Linked DNA regions of Mus musculus: region 2 is linked to region 1. Evidence: chromatin contacts called from public Hi-C data. All regions are on one chromosome and are shown on one strand. The core of a region is the stretch at or near the end of the contact, and the rest is flanking DNA. Distances in the headings are between cores, read along the strand shown. Region 1 has its middle 25 kb from the start of Gm32121. Region 2 has its middle 180 kb from the start of Nr1d2.

What was found. A called contact is a pair of places that touch in the nucleus more often than the background predicts.
Region 2: a Hi-C map of cortical neurons shows a contact between it and region 1, with 2.9 times the contacts expected there. The contact joins two enhancer-like sites. A contact is called at or near these places in 1 of 484 Hi-C or Micro-C datasets (cortical neurons) and 1 of 115 datasets of contacts at active chromatin or transcription factors (large pre-B cells).

Annotation. Positions count from the first base shown.
Region 1 is chr14:17,429,786-17,435,577 of GRCm38.p6, forward strand. No RefSeq gene overlaps it. Among named protein-coding and RNA genes, the nearest start is that of Gm32121, 25 kb to the left of the region's middle. Within about 2 kb of position 3,351, at least 16 of the 459 cell types and tissues checked have an H3K27ac peak or open chromatin away from gene starts, as enhancers often do. A contact at or near this core is called in cortical neurons, where this site is marked.
Region 2 is chr14:18,058,445-18,063,712 of GRCm38.p6, forward strand. No RefSeq gene overlaps it. Among named protein-coding and RNA genes, the nearest start is that of Nr1d2, 180 kb to the right of the region's middle. Within about 2 kb of position 3,912, at least 22 of the 459 cell types and tissues checked have an H3K27ac peak or open chromatin away from gene starts, as enhancers often do. A contact at or near this core is called in cortical neurons, where this site is marked.

The DNA of each region.
Region 1 (5,792 bases), core at 2,101-4,600:
GAAAAAAAACAGCCTTATACATAATGGATCTGTGGGGCCTATTTTGGTTGAATGAGGCTTGCTCTGGTGACACAGTAGAAAACTCTACAAGGGGCAGAAAAGCGAGCCATGTTCCCAGAGCCAGGTGCCTGTCACCACAGGGCCCCCAAGTCCATAATTCTGTGACCATCAGTCATGCAGACAATGTCCCAAGCTTCTGGCATTCTGTCTAGACTCCACCCCCCACAGTTACCTGACTATATAGCCAGGTATGCTCCTCCCCACAGTTACCTGACATCATCAAGATAGCCCAGCCCACTATAAAAGGGGCTGCTTGGCCCCTCCTCACTCTCTTTAAGCTTTCACTTTCCTAATCTCATCTCTAGCCCTCTTTCTCTCTCTCTCTCTCCCTTTCCCCTTCTTTCCACGTGGCTATGGTTGCCCCTCTCTCTTTCTACAATAAAGCTCTAAAAACCACAGACTGTCTCTGTTTATCAAGGCCCACCATACATTCTTAAACGCGTTCTCACGACCGGCCAGGAAGAACACAACAAACCAGAATCTTCTGCGGCAAAACTTTATTGCTTACATCTTCAGGAGCAGGAGCGCAAGCCCCAAGCCCCAAAAACGAAAGGCCCCCCGCTTACATCTTTAGGAGCCAGAGCGCCAGAGCGTCAGAGCGCCAGAGCGCAGAGCAAGAGAGAGAATGGCGGAAACCCCGTCCCCTTTAAGGAGAATTATCCTTCGCCTAGGACGCATCACTCCCTGATTGGCTGCAGCCCATGGCCGAGTTGACGTCACGGGAAAGGCAGAGTACATGTAGTGGAAAAATACCCTTGGCACATGCGCAGATTATTTGTTTACCACTTAGAACACAGGATGTCAGCGCCATCTTGTGACGGCGAATGTGGGGGCGGCTCCCAACAATACATGAATGATGGGATAGACTTTCCCTTAATGAGCCATGTCTAACTTTCCTCCGGAAGGCCTTCCTGCACTCCAGCCACCGCAGACCAGGGACTCTTGCCCACGTGAGAACCACCTAGCGCCCCACCCCCACCCCCTCCTCCTGCCCTTTCCTCCCTTCGGCCCTGGGGCTGGCTTTCAGATTTTCCGTGGTATCCAGTGTGAGATGCCAGAGACTGAGAACCTGTTATTAGGACTGCACCTTGTCCTTCCCTACCCCCACCCCCACCCCCAGCAAGCTCAGATTCCGTGGCTTCACACAGCCAGACACCACCCGGGACCTCGTGGAAAGCATGCAGCAGTCCTTCCATGTCTGCCTGCCCAGAGTACCGAAACTCTGGTAGGAAACGGATTTTCTCCCACTCCCTCTTTCCCCCACTCCCAATGCCCCACATGCATCCATGAGTGGGATCCATTAACAAGGATTAACATATCATGCAGGCACTTTCTTACCTTAGTCATATGTGATAGTCAAATGTATAATCAAAAGTTAAAGTAGGCAAGGAGTGGGCAGAGAAAAGTGTTAGTCAATGTGGGCTTAAAACAGAAGGCAAAGCTGTTTTTCCCCTCTTGCCTCTAGCTATTTATTATGAAATATCAAACTACTCCAAATGTTTGCGCTCAAAGTGACCATTTAAAAATTTTGCAGTATCCTGAGTACCATTTGGGGGTTAAATAATAGAGTTCTGTTTAATGTGTTGATGTTTTTGCTGGTCATAGTTGAGCTGTGATCTATTAGCAACTGCTGCAAGAAGGTGGTCAGAACTGGATCTTGGTGGGTGTGGGCTTGTTATAGGGATCCAGAGATGAACAGGAAGCTGGGATCACCTCTTTGTCTCTTGACAGGTATCTCAGGGCTTAGCATCCTGCCTCTCCTGATGATCTTTCTGTACAGTTTGTGGACTTCTTATGTCTGAGCTCAGGGCTCCTAAAATGTAGCCTAAGGACTTCTCGACCTTTTCGTCTTAATTTCACATCTGATACAGCTCATCTCTGATTCAACAGTTTGTAGATTCAGCTTACAGGGTGAGCTGTATTTAATGCAGAGAGTGAGGATTCAAAGATCAGAACCCCAGAAGATGTGGCTCATAATGGAAGCCTTTCATTTTAGACTAATTACTATGTTGTTAAGAGGTTATTGATAATGTTTCTACCTAGGGGTAGCAACCATAGGAATAAATGTGAGAGACTGTTGTCAGCCGTTGCTTCTCTAGTGCATAGTCAGACAATGCTCAGATACTAATCCTATTATCTTCCACAGATACTAATCCTATTATCTTCCAGGTGTCTTCTGTACACTAAGTGTGTTTCTAAGACCACTGCCATAAAAGGGGAACAATGACTTAGGGAAGTTTGGGTCTGAGAGAAAATTTATGCAAGTTAATTTAGTGAGGATAGCTGGGAAAGACAAGGCTGAGCATTCAGTATGGATTAAAATTCAGTATGGATTAAAAAAAAATAACATTAAGGTGTCTTCTTGTGGACTTGGCTTTGGCTCTTGAGACTAGATAGCTTCAAGTTTTCTTGGTTTATCTAAAGAGAGAAACAAGCGTTCTAGATTCCCTAGAGAAGTGTGACCTTCCATATCTGGCAAGTTTTGCTGCCAGGTTTAAACGCCCTTCTCTTGCCCAGTAAACGATGGTGAAGGAACCTGTGAGGAAAAGCAAAAACAAAATGTCATTTGAGTGGTTTGTTAATAATTTACTCATGCAAACCAAGTAAATAACATTGTTGCTGCTCTAGAAATGCGGGGCATTTCTGGACATAATAGATGTAGCAGGATATAACCAAGTAAGCATGCAGGGTGCACTTATGCCAGCTGCCAATTATCCTTCATCACTAGTCATTCATTCATACAGTGAAACATCACCAATCAAATGCTAAGGTTCACGCATCTTTATAAACAATTCCCAGTTGTACCACTTTTTTAAATTTAGTATTTAGGATGCTACATTACCATCCAAAAATTTAGCCCTCTTAAGCATTTCTTGCATTTTCAAATTAGATTTCAATAGCCATGTTTGTCTAAGCTCATTTGCTTTGTGAAACGATTATTGTCCTAAGAAAAATTAAGAAGCTAAAGCTTTGTAGCTGATCTTCGGGTCCTATGTCCAATAGTATACATAAAGCCACGGAGGGGACTTGTCCCTTGGTTCTGCCTGACTCCCACATCAGCCCATGGTGACACCATTTATAAGCAATCTGTTATTATTGCTTTAGCTGATAAATTAACTGCCATAAATAACATTTTCTGGTTTCTCAGAGACATTAAAGAAGGATTGATTGTGTAGGGTGCCTCTGTCGATAATAAATGGGCTTCCTTTTTTCCTTCAGGAAACGGAACTAGGTTATTATCAGTCAAGAATCAAGAATGTGGAACCCAGGTTGCATGATGATTTTTCTGCTTCTAAGAGAGTAGGCCTGCCTATGTATTTCAGACTGCTATGTATCTGGAATTCTGTTGTAGGTTGGAGGGTTTATTTTTTGTCTTTTTTTTTTTTTAATGAGGGTATAAAAATAGAGAAGTGTTTTCAGAAGATGAAGCCACAGTTCCCCAGGGTCAAGGCAGGACTGTATACTCCAGAGAGGAAAGAAGTTCAAGTATAAATATAGAACACACCAGGGAAATTTTTTGCCTTCATTTCAAATTTATGTAATTAAATTATAATTCTTCTTAACAGACATACATGATGTAATTTGTTATGTAAAAGATGTGACTAATAAATGATTTGTGTGAAACAGTCACAGAGAAGAGAATGGTTTGGGCCTTATGTATTCAGCTCGGATGTGAATGAAATGTCTTTCTTTAGAGTAAGGACTGATACCTTTTGCACATTACACCCACAGTACATCTGTTTAGAATGAATGGAAGCTGCTGTTCTATTTTCAAAGTAAATGGATATGGTTTTAAAGATCCATCTTTACTTCAAAGTCTAGGAGAGATATAGAACAGAGCAGACTAGAACTGAAACACTATTTATGATAGAATTCAACTGAAATCTTGATGGAAAATGTTTGTTTGCCATATAAATTAAACAGTAATTTTTAGAAAATATTAACAACTGAGCAGATTACTACATAACTTTAATCACAGAATGTGTGGAGATGAGGCAGGAGGATTGCTGCGAGCCTGATGTCAGCCTACAGACCAATGCCAGATCAGTCAGAGGGAGACAGAAAGCGTTTCAGAAAAACCTTTAAAGTATCCTTAAACTATATCCTTTGTTAAATTGGTATCGTGTGTGTGTGTGTGTGTGTGTGTGTGTTCCTGAACTGATTTCCCAACTTAGCTTTCCAGATAGTCTCTCACTAATTCTGAAACATACCGGTTGCTTAGACTGCCTTGCCATCAAACCCCAGAATCTCCCTTATTCCCTCTGCTGTCCCCCTAACCCAGAAAGCCCTGGGGTCACAAAGGCATTCCATGTCCCATACCTAGTTCTCAAATAGGATGTTGGGGCTCCATACTCAGTCTTTATGCTAACACAGAGAGCACTTTCAGTAGTTACTCTCCAGCTCAAATTGGTGTGACTTTTGAAAATACTTAATGGTTAGCAGATGTTCACTGGGAAAAGAAAATGCATTTGGTAGTATTGCAAGTAAAAAGATCAAAAGCCAGTACCTGCTGAGCAGGGTCAACAGTTGTTCTTCAAATAGAAATAGCTTGGTACCAGATCAAGCTCACCATTGAAAACATGACTCATCCATCTGGCCACTCATTGTTTACTAAGGTCTTTGATTTGGTAACTCTTATTTTCTATGCTAAGCTCAGAGAATTTTACCTGAGGGTCTAGCTCCAGCTTGATAGATGTCCTGGGGATTAGTGGGGGTCTTCTCATGATGTGGAAGCTTGGAGGGGTGCTACTTCCATTCAGGCCTACTAGAATGGGATGGGAAGTTTTCCCCGAAGGAGTAGATTACAGGTTATCTTTGAAAACTTTGAAGGCGACTTCTGACCTGTTCTCCCTTCCTTCCCAAGCATACACGTGCCATCTTCTCAAAGAGAAAGTATTGCAGACTCACTGTCAATGGATAGCAGTGGGACACTTTCTCTTTACAATGCCAGAACAAGACATTTCTAGACACCAAAGAGGAAAGTAGAGAGTCTTCAAGTCTCACTTGATAGAACAACTGTGTTCATCAGGGATCTTGGAGCTGAATGTGGAGACAAGGCCTTTAGTCCCAGCATTCAGGAGGCAGAGCCTGACAGATCTCCTTGAGTTTAAAGACAACCAAGTCAAAATTCAGGTTCCAGGCCAGCCAAATGTACATGAAGTTCTGCCTCAAAAAAAAAAAAAAAAAAAGGGGGGACCTAGTATATAGTAGCAGCCAGGGCAGAGACTATAGCATCACTGTGACCAACACTTTTCATGGAAGAGTGGTTTTTATTGTTGTTTTGTTTTATTTTGTTTTGTTTTGTGTTCTCTCATAAGAGCCCTAGCCAATGTATGGGACCTTGTTCAACTATTGCAACATGAGAGCCATTAGCATGTAGTGGGTGAAAGTCAGGGATATTGGATAAGCCCTACTATAAATAGGACAAAGAATGGTCTTCAGTGCTTAATTTGAAAAGCCATGTTGCAACCCCAAATGCTTTACAACTAGGTTACCGAGAAAGCTTGCCAGCTGCCTACATCAAGGCATTTGTGAGGAACCCACTGAGATACAGTTTTGGAAAGAGATACTTGTGATCCATAACTGTTTGTGAGTTGAATTGGAAAGACAAGGTGTAAATAGATATATGGTGGTCAGAGAAAGTGAGTTCCAACATGTAAATATTCTACCTCTAAGCATGTAAATATTCTACCCTGTCCCTGTGTGCAATAACTTTTCAGGCTGACTGCATC
Region 2 (5,268 bases), core at 2,662-5,161, 630 kb after region 1:
CCTGTCTGGAAGCCCAGTTATATTCCTTAGCTGATGTTGCTCTGCAGAATCAAAGAGGTTTGAATCTCCTCTTTATGAAGCAAGAAGGCTTTTATATGACACTGGGAGAAATTTGTTGCTGCAATGCCAAGAATTCAGAGATAATTAAAGAAAGTTTATCCATAGTCAAAAATTACCATCAGAAAAGAAAAAGGAGATGTCAATTATCTAACAACTGGTACCAATCTTTTGTTCTCCTAGTCTGCCTGGTTAACTACTCTACTTACAGCCCTGGATGGGCCATTATTCCATTTGCTGGCAGCTCTCACTATAGGACCCTGCTTGGTTAACTATCCACTTAGCTATGTAAAACAGATACTAAATTCTGTTAAATTACTGGTACTAAGGAGATAATATAACCCCTTGACCCCAGATGAAACTACCATTTGACTCACACCAATAGAACCAGTGGGGAATGTAGCAAACCCTCAGACACTAGTAGGTCTGTAGACCTTAACACAACTGACATCTTGATGAAAGTACCATTCAAACCTTGGGACCGAGATGTAGGCAGCAACACCTGCCATGAGAACAAAAACCTCATTCATAGTCCATAGTTCTGGGAAATTCTCTAAACATACTAATCTTGCTTTTTTGACTTCTGTAATTCTGCTTCTGGCTACTATTCTTGGTAACTGATGTGTGTTAACCCAGGATGTGGTTTTGTGCTTAAAAGTTCATCCTGAGAAAGTCTCGTTGTGCAGTTGGGTCCTGAACACCTAGTATAGTCACTAGCCTGCTAATAAAGGGTTTCTATTTGCTTTAACCTATGTCCAAGTGTTCTCTGGTGGTTACCCTACAACACCCACTAAAACCAAGAAGTGTTGCCCACACATTCATGAGTGTGGATCCATCCACCAGAACAAGTCCTGTTGAGATGACAATATTGCACAGTACTTCTCATCCTCTGGCTCCTACATTCTTCTATTTTCCTCTTCAGCAATATTCTCTGAAGCTTGGAGACTGCAGCTATAGATACCCCATTTAGGGTGAAGTGTTCAATACTCACTTATTCCCTGCATTTGAACTAGTTGTGAGTCTCTTTGTTAACTATTAACCATTGGGGGGGAAAAAAAAAGTTCCTGTCCAGGTTGAAATTAGCACTAATCCTGGAATATAAACAAATATTTAGAAGATATTTGGACAACATGAACATGTAGCAAAACAACAGTAGTAGATGTTCTGCCCCCACCTTCATCTACTCCAGCCTAGCAAAATGGTAAACACTAAGACCTTCAGGATAGGTCTTAAGGCTGTGGGAAAGAACTCTGAAAACATGAGTTTAACAATGTATAATTTCTCAACTATGCAAAATATAAGAATGCAGTATGAATTATATGAGAGGCTTCACAGACCTAAAGAAACAAAGCTCAGTGCTCTATGAACCAGCTTGTCAGAAAGATATTAAGGAAGGAAATTAAGAGATTTCAGGAATGGTGACTGCAGGGCAAAATCCCACTCAGCTAAATTTGTGCTTACAAAGGCAGGCAGGTTCCTGAGTTCAAGGTCAGCCTGGGACAGAGTAAATTTAGATCTGGGTATAGTTGGAATGATAATCTCAGGGCAAAATTCTGCTCAGCTAGCTTATTGCCTGTGCTTACAAAGTCAAGAAATTCATGTGTTTAAAAAAAAGTGTACTTGTTGTCTTTTTGTAAGAATCAAGGGGCTAAAGTCATAAAATACTGACTCATGGGATAATCAAAAGTGACCCTATGTAAATGATTAAATTATGGAAATAAAAGACTAGACTTTGGTTTGCAAAAGAGAGCTACCCAGAGAGAACTGCTTGGAGAGCAAACACAGCTATTTTAGAATTTTTCTAGCAAGATTACTGACTTTGATCAGAAAACTCAAGAATTTTTTTCTAGCAGCTCTTCTGACTTTGGTCAGAAAAGCCATGAGCTATATCCAGAGAACTTATAGAATTTTCCTAGCAAGAGAGAGCTGTCTCAAGCAAACTACAGAGCCAAGTGCTATCCACAGAGAGCTTTCTGGGTTGCCATCTCAAGCAGACTACAAGGCCATCAGCTCATACTCACAATTGACTTTGAGAGTCATTTTCCAATGCTCCTACACACCCCTTCTTCAGAATCCCCAACAAATCTGAGGCTGGAACTTGGTACCATAACAATCATTACATTATTTCACCAGAAGTACACCTTGCCTGGAAGATTGGCATTATAGCATCTTCTAACATTGTGAAAGTTAGTGACCAATGAGGAGATCCAAGTCAGTTCCAGTTGGATTTCTCTATACTCTATAATAAATATATATGGTGTCTTCAACAATAGGACTTTGCCATCCAGTGATGCTAAAAATCAATAACAATGGCAATAACCTGCCCTGTTTGGAAAGCCTCTGGCTTCCATGACTAACAATTCAAGGCAGGTCTCCTATACCTAGTACTGAGATTTTTATTTGATAAACTATATCTTCTGGGAGGAGAAGCATTGTATATCCATGCAGAGTACCTCTAGAGAAAAGTTTCTAAAGTTGGTTTTGCCTTGCTTAGAAAGGAGGTCAAAGGTGAAGCCTAGGAGAAACATTCAGCAATGTTGCACAAAGACATGAGAATAAATGATTTTAGCATCCTGAAATGAAGAGCATAGTGATCTCACCATAGCTACCCACCTACCCAGAGAACTTCCAGGCTTTCACTGTCTCTTTTCTGAATCACCCACATTACAGAATATCAGTCATTGTGTAATTAGATAACAGATTGTGAGGTGCCCAAACAGAAACAAACTTTACAGGAGGAGAGAGAAAATCAAGGTGATGACTATGGAGAACAAAATGAGAAGGAGAGGTGGAGTTCCTGCTGCATGAACACCTATCCTGCTATAGAGCCCATTTCTTCCATAAATAATACAACTCTGTAACTCCATAGGTCAGAAAGAAACAGTGTTCTGTGTCTTCCCATCTAGCACCACAAACCCCCACAAGATTAATTTGTTTCTAGGGACCCTTAAATCTCTATCAAAATTCTGGAAACCTCTACTTTAGAAAATCTTATATTTATTATTCAGGCTACTTTCCAGAGTGATAAGCTACTGAGTCTCCTAAGTGTCATCTATGGTACACAGGGATAAGATCAGGAATAAACCTGGGATGACAGGAATAGAAAGCTTAAGAACCATCTTTTCTTGCTGATACATGGTATCATGAGCTTTAGCCTCTAAATTCCAATTTAAAACTTCCTCAGTTTCTTGTGAGACTGGTATTGAACATTGAATTGCATTGTGTGAGAAGAGTGGCAAGTTGAATTCATGTTTACTTTTTTCTCACTCCTCTAAGTCAGGAGGCTTAACTAGGACCCTACCCATTCCATATGAGACATGATCCAAGGACACAAAAACAGTGAACCTTCAAAAGGCTTGAAGTGGTATTCTTGGGTTCCTGTCAGATAGAGCATTGTTGTTGCCTGCTAGCACATCCATGATTAGTTAGAAACTGCTCAGAAGCCAGCATTAAACTCAAAGAAAAAAAATGCACCACAGTTGCCATCAGTATATGGAAAATTGTTCCCTATCACCAACCCAAGATGTTTAAGCAAAGACAAAAACGTAAGAAACCCATAGTCTCAAGACAAACAACCTTTCAGCTCTGCCCTAGCCTGGTTACCATCACTCTGTGTCCTCAGCAGCTGACTCCCTGCACCCACTGTCCCTGCTGCTCTGTCTTAGATTTTCCAGAAAGAAACATGTGAGGTGAGCCGCAGGAGGATTTGGCTTGTGTAGCACGTGCTTTGAATGCACAATCATTCCATGTAAAAGCAGAAGGGCCAGAAAAAATAAAGTCTGCCATCTGTCTTGCTGAAACAGTCATCTAAGAAGCTCGTTAGGGAACCTCTGTGCAGCTATGAATCAGCCTGGATGATCTGAGCCATTACCAGTGAGAGTGATGTGCCAGAATCAAAAACCAACTCTCAAGTGAGGACAATACAGCCAAATAAATTACAGGACAGTCTAACATGCCGGGGACATGATAGTGCTGTCAGTTCATCCAAATGGTGTTGAATATCCCAGGAGCTATTAAGAGTCTGTATCATCTACTTAGTCTCAGTTGACTTGCCTCTGGTTGGAACTATGTGTTGGTTGTTTGCCCAGGCACAAATTTGTTTTAACCAAAATTACTCTTAATCAGCTTGGCTGAGTAATAAGACAGCCGGAATCTACAGCCAGCATGCTGGCTTCTACAACAATTTATAACTTAGAGGAGAACAGAACATTTTTTGTTGTTGTTCTGCAATGAATTAATCCATCTCCTACATTCCAGGATGTTCTTATTCAATGTTGTGAGGCTAGACTGGAAGCTTGAAAGAATCAGAGCTTGAGGCAAGCATTTTGAAGTTCTTCTATAAGACCTCAGCAACTTCTATGTGACTGTCTTGAGAGTCTCGGGATCTGGGAAGATGACTTGCTTTGGAAGTCTATCAAAAGTAAGCATAATTAGATTCTGATTATTCAAATGTGTTGATATAACTTTTTCTTCACAATAGTAATTATGAGTCATATATGTGTGTGTGTGTGTGTGTGTGTGTGTGTGTGTGTGTGTGTATGTATATATATGAATTGATGGCATACAGCTTATCATATTTTCCCAAATTCAGACAACCATGTCATCTCCAGAAGTCCCTGACAGATACATCTCATGTAGACAGGAATACTGAAGCAGACATGGTGAGGAAGAAGAAACACTATCATTCATGAAAGTAGAGTGTGCATGGCATAAAAACAGAATTTTGCAGAATCCTGCATGGTTGCATGTGGCTATAACCCAGTTTTCAGGAGGCAGATGCAAAGTATGGGAGCATGTGGATATAACTCAGTACTCAGGAGACATATACAAAGTATTTGACTGTGGTCACTCCACTTTCCCCTAACTCCCCCTAGATCACTTCCACCTCTTCCTAACTTCATGCCTCCTTTTTAAATAACCCCTCCAATGAAATCTGTGCTACCCATAGATTCATAGGTGTGACCCTAAACTCACATGAACTATGAGCATCAACTGTGGAGCTTAACAGAAAGTTCTCAGAAAAGGAAACACAAATGGCTACTAAACATTTTTTAAACAATTTTTATTAGATATTTTCCTCATTTACAATTCAAATGCTATCCCAAAATTCCCTTATACCCTCCCCCATACTGCTCTTCAACCCACACACTCCCACTTCCTAGCCCTGGTATTCCCCTGTATTGAGGCATATGATCGTTGTAAGACCAAGGG